Regions from separate parts of the Gossypium hirsutum genome. Here regions 2, 3 and 4 are each linked to region 1. The links are chromatin contacts, called in public Hi-C maps. All regions are on one chromosome and are shown on one strand. Each heading gives the region's core, a stretch centred on a gene start, on an enhancer-like site or on the middle of the called end of the contact. The rest is flanking DNA. Distances are from core to core; before and after follow the strand shown.

Region 1 (2,736 bases), core at 63-2,562:
GGCCAAGTAATTTGATTCCAAAAACCAAATCAATAGCAGGAAAAAGTGGACAAATTTATGGCCAAATTAACCTGTAGATACTCCATAGAAAGATAATATGCTTGCTTCACATTGATTTTCTCATAGTAAGCATATGTAGCATTCCAGTTTATAATAAGCGAATCTCGGACGCTTTCGGCTGTTGCTTTGAACGCCTTGGGGAGCTCGAAATGGTCCGGCGCAAATGAGGGTGTGTACTCAGAATGGTATTTAATACTTGATGCAATGGATGCAGAATCTGGAACAAATGTATCTAGAGAAGCTGCAAATCAGATCAACATATCACATTAATGATTCAAATGACCAAAAAAAAAGATCAATAAAACACCATGATCAACATATTAGGGGGTTTTGAGATCCATTAGTGGAAAGAAGTGAAAAACAAAGATAAAAAAGAGGACCCTAAAAGCCACTTTAGCATTATATATTAGGAATTCTTGAACCAAGTAATCTAGGGTACAAAACCCTTCAAGCCCCCATTACAAAACTATTCAAAACCTTCCCTTCACTGCCTACTAATAGGTTTATAAAGAGAAAAATACTATGAAATTGCATTAAGTGATTAAAAAGTGAAAGTAACCTTCTTCAGTGATTTGACCTTCTTCTTTGAGGTCCTGCCTTTGGTCACTGGCAACACTTTTAATAAAGAATTTTCTCCTTGATAAAGTAAAGCTTGAACCTTTTTTTAGGAAGAATAAATTTGGGTTCCTTGCTTTATAGTTAAAACAAGTGAAGGTGGAGTGAAAACTGGCTGCAGAGAAAGGTAGAGACGCCATTGTTCCTGGTTTTCTTTATCAGTTTCCACCAATCACTACCTTTCCCTTCAGTTCAGAAAGAGTAAGAATGTTTCTATGATATTGAAAAAAAAAATGAGTGAAAGAAAGAGTGTTGCTTTTGTCGTCTTATCTTCAATTTGGCGCTTCTTCATCATCATCATGATCATTATCTCAATTTCTCATGTTATAAACGAGGGAAATTAACAATATAGTTATATCGTGTTTATTGAAATTAACGGATGCCATTTTGCTAAATGAAGTGCTATTTAGATTTGTAGTAACTCTCTTGTTTGTTAGTGAAATGGGTGTCATTAACATCTTTTTTGCAGTCAAAAGCATTTGATAAAAGTAATAATGATGCCATTAATGGAGATTATAGCATGTTTCAAACCAGATATTCCTGAGCAAATAAAAAAAATCAAAGATTGCGTTGGAGGTTAATTGTTAAAGGAGGATGGAGTGAGCAAATTAAATTAAGACCGTTGGAAGAGGGGAAAACAGGAGATTTTGGTCACATGGGAGAAGTTGAAGCATGTTTGGCTGTTGAAAGGGTAGGAGAAGAAGGGGGGGGGGGGACATCTTAATTAGAGGCCATCTTGTCGTGATATTAGATATTTTGCAGCAAAGATGAAAAAATGTGATGCTTTTAAATAGAAACTTTATGAAAATTCTAGTCAAGCCAACCCCAAAATTTTTAGCTTTTACCAAATTTTCTCACATAATCTATTCCTATTCACCCTATTTATTTAAATGATTTAAATTTTTACAATAATGTGTGTTTAAAAATTTAGTTAAAAATGTGATTAATTAAGACTAGAGATGCTCATGGGTTGGGTTGGGTCGGGCCGGGTTCGGACTTGGCTCAACTAAAAATTTAAGCTCATTCATTGGGTTCGGGCTGGGCCGGGCCCAAAAATGGGCTTAAAATTTTTTCCAAGCCCAACCCAAATAAAAATGCTAAAACTCAAGCCTGACCCGCCAGCCCGTATTAATTTTTGTATTATTTTATATAATTTTTAAATATATATAATACATCTAAAATAATAACAAAATTAACAAATGCCTTTAAAATAATAACAAAATTAATAATAAAATAAGTTTTATAAAATATCCAAACAATAACAACAAAATAGTAGCAACATAATAGTAATATGGCAGCAAAATAAGGAGAAAACAACAAGAAAATAACATTCAATAACAAAAAAAGAGCAGTTTTTTTTTGTCATTTAGTGAATTCGGGCGGGGCCGGGCTCGGGCCAAAAATACCTTACCCAAGGCCCGACCCGTTTTTTAAACGAGCCTTATTTTTTTGTCCAAGCCCATTTTTCGGGCCTATATTTTTACCGAAACCCTCTCACATTTCGGGCGGGCCTTCAGACCGAGCCAGGTAGCCAGACCCATGAATTAAATTGTAAAAAATTAATCGTTATAGATTTTTAATTAGGGAAAGACTTGAAGACTTAAATAGCAATTATCCTAAGGACTAAAATGGCTAGTTGACCAATTCAAAATGGATGATAGTGGGATATGATGTTAACTGTCATTAGCTTAGGTTAATTAAAGATTAGAGTTTAATTAATCATGATTAAGTAAACTAATTAAGATTAACTAAAATTAATCTAAGTATATAAGTAAAACTTAGTAGGAAAAGATGACAAAATTCATCATATTCTTCCCAAAGGCCACCGTCCACATCCATTGTTATGTTAAGAAGAAAAGCTTCAAAATCGAAGTAACATTTGGTCAACATTACAAGTAAGTTTTTAGCCATTTTCTTTGATTTTTATAGATTTTTTTATCATGAGAGCTTGATTAAGCTAACCCATATATCAATTTGTTCAATTAGTGAGATTTTGATAAGTTACCATTGTTGAGAATTGGATAAATTAGGTGTGAAATTGATAGAAATTAAGCTTAGGTT
Region 2 (2,700 bases), core at 143-2,642, 140 kb after region 1:
ACATGTTTGGGAAGAAAGCAATAGCTCCGTGACAAGTGGTATTAGAGCCACTAATAACTACCCGAGTCCACATTGAAAAGGAAAAGAGAATCTTTAAATACATAAGTGTGTGCACTACACAGCTTATCAAAAAAAAAAAAAACACTTTGAGCAGATACACAATATGCTGCAGGCCAATGGTCCCATGACCATAGCACTAGATCAAAGATTCAAACTTCGAACCTAGGCCCACCCTCTCCTTCATCAGGACTAAGCTCTTTCTATAACAACATTTATTATAAATGTCATGCTTGTCAGAAAACTAAATTCTTATGTTTTATTTTATCCTTCATCTATAACAACAATAAGCATAAAGCATATCTACTTCAAATATTATTATGGTTATAGATGTAACATGATAAAAAGGAAATTGTAATTCAAGACAAGGAGCTCAGCATTGTAGCACAACCATTTGAATGAAGAAGGCGTTTTTTAGTTGGAACAAAATGTAGTTCAAAACATCTCCAAATTTAGCATTTAATTACCTGATAATAGTATTTCACCCCACCCTTTAAACCCGACATGACAGCGTCAAATATCCAACCAGGATCTCTCCAACCAACGCTCTCATTGGCCGGCGCGTGACACATGTCTTCCCTCTCGTACCTCCCCACACGTGCCACCGCTACGTCACCTTCCCACTCTCCTTCCTTCTCTCCGTACCTCACCTGCCTCTCCTCCGGGTCCTCCGCAACGAACATCACCCGCATCTCCCTTTCCCGACCGGTCAACGACAAGTGGATCTGCCCCGGCCCACGACCCAATTCGAAACCCACCGTCTCGGATTCCGCCAACAAGTGCTTCGTGCCCGGGAGGGGATTATGATCCTGGTCGTGGATTTCCGGGTTGACCTCGGATTCGGTCCAGCGGAAGATCCGGAAGGAGTAGTTAGAGCGGAGGGAGGTGAGGGGGAGAGAAATGGAGCCCGCTCCAGATTCCCAAGTTGAGGAAGAAGATGAAAGGAACTTGTAACCGATGAAGTTGTCGTGGGGTGAGTCGGGGGGCGAGTAGAGACCGAGCCAGTCGAGCTTGGACGGTGACTCGATGCCGGACCATTGGATGTGAACCGAATTACCCGATTTAGAAAGAGTTTTGGGGTTGACGGTGAGGATGGGTTCGGGTCGGACTTGAGAGATTAAAGGAAGGAAGAAGAAAAGCAAGATCATATTCATGGCGGATAACGGAAGTTAATCAAGTTGAGGATTGCAATAAAAGCGAAAGAAACAAGTATGGGCCTTTTTTTTTTGGGAAATAGAGAAATGTATGGGCTTTGAATAAAGGATTAGGCATATTTCTTTTTGAGGAAGATTATAATTGAGTGCCATTTTTATATATTTAGCAAAAGTGGATGACTTTTCAATTATTTAGCAAAATAAACATTTGTCCATATACTCATATAAAAAATAAAAAACATGTAATAATATCATAATTGGTCTCTAAAAGTTTATCAAATTTTCAATTTAGTCCATTTATATTTAAAAATATTATGTTATTTTTAAAATTTAAAATTGTATTGTTTAAAATATTTAAATTTATTATTTTAGTATGCTAATTATCTTTTAAAAATTTAGAAAGTGAGTGTTGAATATTTTTTAAGACATAATATATTATCTTTTTAAATATTAAAAACTTGAGAATTAGAATTATAAATCTATAATTCTGTATTATTGAAAAGAGAGTATCAATATTAAAACTAGTTTGTAGGTTTAAAAGGAATTTTAAAACTTTTTGTTCATTTTATAATTTGATTGAGTCTAGTCCTATTCAAGTCGAGAGTGATATTTAGATGAAGCCTATTCAGCAATAATGATTTCAGGATTTAAACTCAATCAAAATTCCTAAGAAATAAGTTTATTTCAATTTTTTTATAATTTTAAATTTTCATATATTAAAATAATGGTACTTAAATTTTTTTAATTTAAAAATAACATACTATTTTTAAATATAATTTTAAAGTGAAAGCAAGATATATAAAATTTTGAAATTTTGATAAATGAGGATTGAGAGAAGGAAGGAACCTGTAGAATATGAGAGTAGAAGTGAAAGTCGAGATATGAAGGTGTCAACTTTGAAGCAGGTATATAATATAACAAAAAGTCCGTTTTAATAGATCAATTATGTTCTTTCAATCTTACATGTATTAATGCTACATCTATTTAATTTTGTTATTAGTATGTACAATTTATGACACTGTTTAGTTGTTGTTATTGTTAAAGTGGCAGGGTGATTTTTTTTCTTCCTGTTATACGATGACATTAGTTTAATGTTATTTGAACCAAATCAGATCTGTTGAATCAAGAATTAATTGGGGTTACCAATTAGAAGATGGTCTTTGAACCGTTTGATTCAAAAATCATTATTAATCAGCACACTTAAACTTAGCATTAATATCAATATCAATGTCAATCAAGTTATGAATTAATTGACAATACAACATTAAATTATGAAATCCTCACGAATTAAATGAAAAATTCTGTAAGAAATATATTTGTAGATAAGTCTTTAGTTAAAATAGTGAAATTAAAACATTAAATATTATGGTATTTTAAGTTTAAATCTTACCATAGTAATATTTTATAAAAATATATATAAAAGTAAAAAACACTATTATATCAATATTTGTTATTTTATAAAAACAATAGACTTTTAGTCATGTTTCAA
Region 3 (2,700 bases), core at 11-2,510, 180 kb before region 1:
AAGATTTCTCAAAGCAAAGCACGCCATTCCCGCCGCAATAACGGCGGTGTTGAAGGCCACTTCGTTAATAGGCAAAAAGTCGCTGTTATTTTTCGCCCTCTCTATTTGCCTTAATTGGACCAATTATTTCCCTAAATTTACGAAACTGCCTCAACCCTTCTTCCCCAACTTGCATGAAACAAGGTTGTTATATTTTTTTTATACAGTTTCGCTGTACGGACACCGAAATTTGCATGACTTTTGATACGGTGGCTTTTATTACCATCTGTCATTTTTGCCCACCGAAATCGTACTTAATTACAACTCAGTCTCATAAAGTAGCACAAAACAACAAAAGATAAAGGTTTTTAAAATTATTTTTTAACTTTCATCATTGGTTCACTAGTACTCACGGTATCTCAGGCGGTTTCCCGCCGAAGCCCGTAGATTTCTCCGGCGGATCCTCGCTGGAGCTCGACGACACTGACGGATTCGATGTCGGCACTTCAGCTGACCCGACCGGATTCGACGCTGCCCCTGAACACGAATCACCAACGCCACCAGCTGCACCACAGCTTTGCGATTGCGAGCCGCTACAATTTCCCGCCAAACCACGACTGGCGTCGGTTCGGTCTAGTTCACCGAACCTTTCAATCTCATCGGCATGGTCCGGTTGTAGAATATTCCAACCAAACTCACTCAGTATACTGCTTTCCCTATCGAAGAAGTAATTGATGCTATCGGAGACTGAGTCAGGTCCAGCAAGTGTCCAGCTCGAGCTCGAATCGGATTTAAACTCAGTCCCAGCTGGATCAAGCCCCTCTTTATCTTCCATCCTCTAAACCTTCATCCAAAAAAAGAATAGAACATACAAAGAAAATAACAGGATTCAAAGCACGTCCAAATGAAATCTAAAAGAAAACGTAGAGAGAAAATAAAACAAAAAAAAGGAATGAAGGAGAGAGAGCTAGGGTTTTTGGCTAGTTTTTTTTTCCCGTCGTCCAAACAGAAAAAGAAAAAGAAAAAGAAAAAAAAGGAAACTGAAAAGTACGCGCGAGTAAGAGAGATTGGGGGAGAATAGACAAAAGATAAGTTCAGAAAAATCGGCGTCAACTGAAAATAGTGACGGGAGTTTGATATTTAAGCAAAGGAGGTGAAAGAAGATGAAGAGCAAGGGAAGCGGGTGTGCGTGGGCCCACGCGCATGAATGAAGAGAAAAATAGAAAGAGATACTTTCCGACATAAGCATGTTTTTTTCCCTCTCTTGGCAATGCTTTTTTTAATGTTAATTTTTTCCTCAAGCGTTCGGGTATTTGAGATATACCTTGAATTTTATTTAAATTTGAATTAATTCTAATTTTAAATAAAATAAAAATAAACTTTCTCAATATTATTTTATCTATACATGATATTCGTGGGATATTTTTTTTTGAAGGACATCCAGTTTATTCCATTCAATAGATGTTGAATGTTAATTTATTTTATTTTTGAAGTTGCAAGTAACTATATCAATTATTTTAATGAGAATTAATCATTTTAGGATAAAATAATTTTAATTCAAATTTAAATTAATTAATTAAACTCAACTATCGAAAATAATTTTCACAAACCTGATACTCAAAAGTCCTAATCAATTATTTTAGGGTAAATTACATTTAAGTTCACTAAACTATTAGTAAGTTTATGTTTTAGTCACTCAATTTCAAAAATTTACAAAATGATCGTTGAAATATTCTAAACTTTTCATTTAAGTCACTGATGTAATAACCCAATTTTCAATGGTGTTGAAAAATGGTAGTTTCAGAACCCCATTTCCAATGAGTGATAATAATATTTACTAGTTTATTTTGAATTATATTGAATTTTGGTTTAGAAATTCTATTGAATTGATAATTAATTAAAGTACAGATGCAATGACCCTAAAGTTAGTGGTGTAGAAAAAAGAGGTATCACGACCTCATTTCTGCAAACCAAGCATGTAAATATTTACGGACTTATTATATAGGTGAATTGAATTTTGAATAAATAATTTTTTCGAATTAGTAACTAATTAAGGTACAAATACTAAATTGTAAAAGAGATAAAATTTAATTACTATGAAATTATAATTAATTGAAGGACCGATTGAGGAATTGGACCCTTCCAGTAATGTCAAACGGTAGTGGACGTTGTTTGTCACCCGCTTAATTGATTACTTAAGATTTATTAAATCCAATTAGATTAATTAAATATAAAACTAGACATATAAGTAAAAATTAAAAAGAAAACACATTATATTTACCAAAAGAAAAGGAAACACATTATTTCTTCCTTTTCCTTCTCCACGAAAACAAGAAGGAAAAATTGGGGTTTTGAGTTTGAACTTCAGTCCTTCAAAATAGGTAAGTATACAAGTTCATTTCTTGTAATTTTTATGTTTTCAAGGTTGTGGTAGTTTGATTTAGTTAATCTGTATTTTATTTTTCGAAATTGCCAAAGTTTCAAAATATTTCCATTGATGAATGCTTGAAGTTATTGGTGTTATTTGGTTAGATTTTAAGCTTAGATATGAAAAAGGACTAATTTGTAAGGTTTAATTGTTAATTTTTAACATAGGGACTAAAGTGTAAATATTTAAAATTGAGGATAAATTTATGTAATTATGGATAATAGAGGGCTGTAGAAAGAAGTAATTGAAATCGGATTGTAAATCAAATCTTAAATTTGAAAGATATAGCTATT
Region 4 (2,904 bases), core at 84-2,583, 200 kb before region 1:
TTAGCTAATGTTTTCGTGTTAATTTCCATTATGTGGACCAAAGCGCCCCTCACTCGTAACTGTTCCCATACAGGGCCGGTGTCGTGACACCCTAGTGCCGTGTCGTGATATTGAAGGCAGTATGCCTGGTTCAGGTTTTGCTACAAGGGTATGTCATGACATCCTATGGCTATGTTGCGACATCAAAGGCAAACTTGAAATTCTTGTATTTTGATCCCTATGTTGCGACATTGAACTTCTCGTGTTGCAACACAACAACCAGCCTTAAGTTTCTATGCCTTTGAATGGTGTCCTGCACACTCACTAAGTACATACATTAGCTCACCTTTAGGCCTCATTCGACCCTTAAGGTCATAAAAAAACTCAAAATACATGTTTTATTAAATTCAAACCAAATATGGAAAACTTAACTAAAACATAATAAAAATGCTTGTATTCAAGCTCTTTAAGTACGAAAACTAGTTTAATCTGCTACATGGTATTATGGCAAATCAAGAACCAATATTATATTAATGAGATCATTCTGCTAGACTAATTGTCAATTTAAGCATTGCATGCCACATTGAATATGATGTAAAGTATATTTAAAATATATGAATCAAGTTATAAATATTTGTGACTTGTTGTATGAACAGTTTGAATCTAATGTGTTAAAAAAAAGATAGCGTTAATAAGATTCATGGAAAACTTAGAGTCATATGATATAGCTTGGGTCCAAGTTGCTTATGCAATATGTATACATATGTTTAGAATAAAATTCATGTGTTTTAAATATGATTTAAGTCAGATTTGAGTTGACACTTAATGGCTAGGCAAATGAAAAACTTGATTGATATGATACTAGTACTTTAAAAACTCAATTAGAACGTTTTGATGTTTGAAAATTAATTTAGAGTTTGAGTCATAGTTTGAGGACTTCAAGTGCAAATAATTAAAAAAAGAGGAGTGAGAAAATTGAGGAGGACTTAATGCCTAAACTAATGGATAAATTTGAACCATATTATGAATAGGGGATGAAATTTCTTAAAAAAAAAAGGAAAAAGAAGAAGAAAAGGGGGCCCAACCACAATGTAACATGTTGGCATATTGTACAATGAAATGTATGTATGTGTTATAGTGGAGGGTAAGGGAAGAAACTGAAAAGCAAACAATGGTTGGAGATTCTGCCCCTTTTGTGTGAGTGAGCTTTACAACAAGCAAGACAAAGTTAAGGCATCGTTTGGATGTTGTAGCCATAAGAAAAACTCCTCACTCATTGGGATCCTTAAAAAAATCTTGACCGTTCAATCCTCCCTTTTACCTGATGCTTCTCACTTCAATACACGTGCTCTCTCTCTCTTTTTCTTCCCTTTTAAATCCTTTTGCTACCATGCATGGAATTCTCCTCCAACTACAACACACACACACACACACACCAAAAGGGTATCTAGAGAGAGAGAAACAGAAACAGTCTTGGGGTATTTTATTTTATTTCTTTTGTTCCTCTTGTAAGCCTCTTCATCGCCATCATTAGCGACCCTTCTTTATAAAATGTTTGATTTTTTTTTCTGGGTTTAAACAATTTTGAGATGAGCAAAAGAAATGGGATTTTTAAAAAGGGTCTCTTTTTGTTGTGGGTCGGATCTCTTTGTTGTACTTGAAACAGAGAACCTGTCACATCTCAGCTGCTGATTCTCGTTTTTTTATCATCTTCACTGAAACTAAAGCAAGCAACTTTTTTGTGATCTGTTTTTTTTCTCTCTCTGTTCCTTGATCTGTGTTCTTGGTTTCTCACAACAAAGATGGATGAAAGGAAATGCAAGAAATGAGTCACGGTTCCGGTTTGGTTCACTGGGTATTTTCAGTTTTTAAGTGATCAAAATATTTTTTAATGGAGCAAAATCAAGGAAAGAAGTTTGTTTGCAAGTTTTGCAACAAAGGGTATCCATGTGGGAAGTCCTTAGGAGGTCACATAAGGACTCACATGAATACTGAGAATCTTGGTGAAGCAGAGGAAAAGGCTGAAATCTCCATAAACAACCAGCAGCTTTTCTGTTCTAGGAACATAAAGAGAGCTGCTGAGGCTGAAGCTGGTGGTGGCCAATCTGCAACTTATGATCTAAGGGAGAACCCCAAGAAAAGCAAGAGATTTTCTGATTTAGGCAATGGTTCTGTACTCAAAGAGATGATTTGTAAAGAATGTGGTAAGGGTTTCCAATCATTGAAAGCTCTTTGTGGTCACATGGCTTGTCACTCAGACAAAGAAAGGGTCTTTCAGAAACTTGAGGATCATTGGGGTAACACTGAGAAACAGAAGCTGGTTGTGGATAGTCAATCAGATACTGAAATATCAACTCCAAGTAGGAGGAGGAGATCCAAGAGGATAAGGTGCAAAATAGGAGGTGTTTACTCTAATAATTCAGTCTCTTTGGCAAATGGTTCGTCATCTGTATCAGAGATTGAAGAACAAGAACAGGAAGAGGTTGCTATGTGTTTAATGATGCTGTCAAGGGATTCTGGTTGTAAGAAAGGGCTGAATTCAGTTGCTGATTCTTCAGACAACAACTCTGTCGTTCTGGAGGCTAAGTCATCCTCCATAGATTTGAGGATTACTGTTAAGAATGCTAACAATGGTGGTGAGCTTTTGAAGATGAAAAAACAAGGAGTCATCAAGCTGAAATCTTCTGGGTCTGGTCCTTGTTCTGAAAATTCTGATTCTGGGTATTTTAGGAATGGGCCCAAGAAGGTGGAACCAGATGTTTCAAGCAATGGGGTTACCAACAATGTTGAATGTAAGAAACTCAAGGTAAAGTCTAGATCTGGATTTGAAGACTTTGATGCAACACTTGGTAAAAATAGGAGTAAATTCAAGTACGTGAAAACTGAATTCCCAAAGGATTTGGTTAGTGAAGTAGGGGATAATCA

What was found. A called contact is a pair of places that touch in the nucleus more often than the background predicts.
Region 2: a Hi-C map of leaf shows a contact between it and region 1, with 2.5 times the contacts expected there. The contact joins the promoter of LOC107893926 here to the enhancer-like site in region 1. A contact is called at or near these places in 5 of 34 Hi-C or Micro-C datasets (leaf and petal).
Region 3: a contact with region 1 is called in a Hi-C map of leaf, with 6 times the contacts expected there. The contact joins the promoter of LOC107893670 here to the enhancer-like site in region 1. A contact is called at or near these places in 8 of 34 Hi-C or Micro-C datasets (hypocotyl, leaf and seedling).
Region 4: a contact with region 1 is called in a Hi-C map of leaf, with 2.9 times the contacts expected there. The contact joins the promoter of LOC107893669 here to the enhancer-like site in region 1. A contact is called at or near these places in 16 of 34 Hi-C or Micro-C datasets (callus, hypocotyl, leaf and 2 more).

What each region holds. Positions count from the first base shown.
Region 1 is chrA13:32,409,054-32,411,789 of Gossypium_hirsutum_v2.1, forward strand. It overlaps the pseudogene LOC107920674. Among protein-coding and RNA genes, the nearest start is that of LOC121213151, 22 kb to the left of the region's middle. Within about 2 kb of position 1,313, at least 6 of the 9 cell types and tissues checked have an H3K27ac peak or open chromatin away from gene starts, as enhancers often do. A contact at or near this core is called in leaf, where this site is marked.
Region 2 is chrA13:32,548,371-32,551,070 of Gossypium_hirsutum_v2.1, forward strand. It overlaps LOC107893926 (probable inactive purple acid phosphatase 2), which reads right to left and starts at 1,393. Exons shown (of 2, transcript XM_016819072.2): 1 at 525-1,393. The coding sequence starts at 1,211.
Region 3 is chrA13:32,230,443-32,233,142 of Gossypium_hirsutum_v2.1, forward strand. LOC107893670 (probable WRKY transcription factor 57) reads right to left here and starts at 1,261. Exons shown (of 5, transcript XR_005908121.1): 1 at 393-1,261.
Region 4 is chrA13:32,209,181-32,212,084 of Gossypium_hirsutum_v2.1, forward strand. LOC107893669 reads left to right here and starts at 1,334. Exons shown (of 1, transcript XM_016818726.2): 1 at 1,334-2,904. The coding sequence starts at 1,871.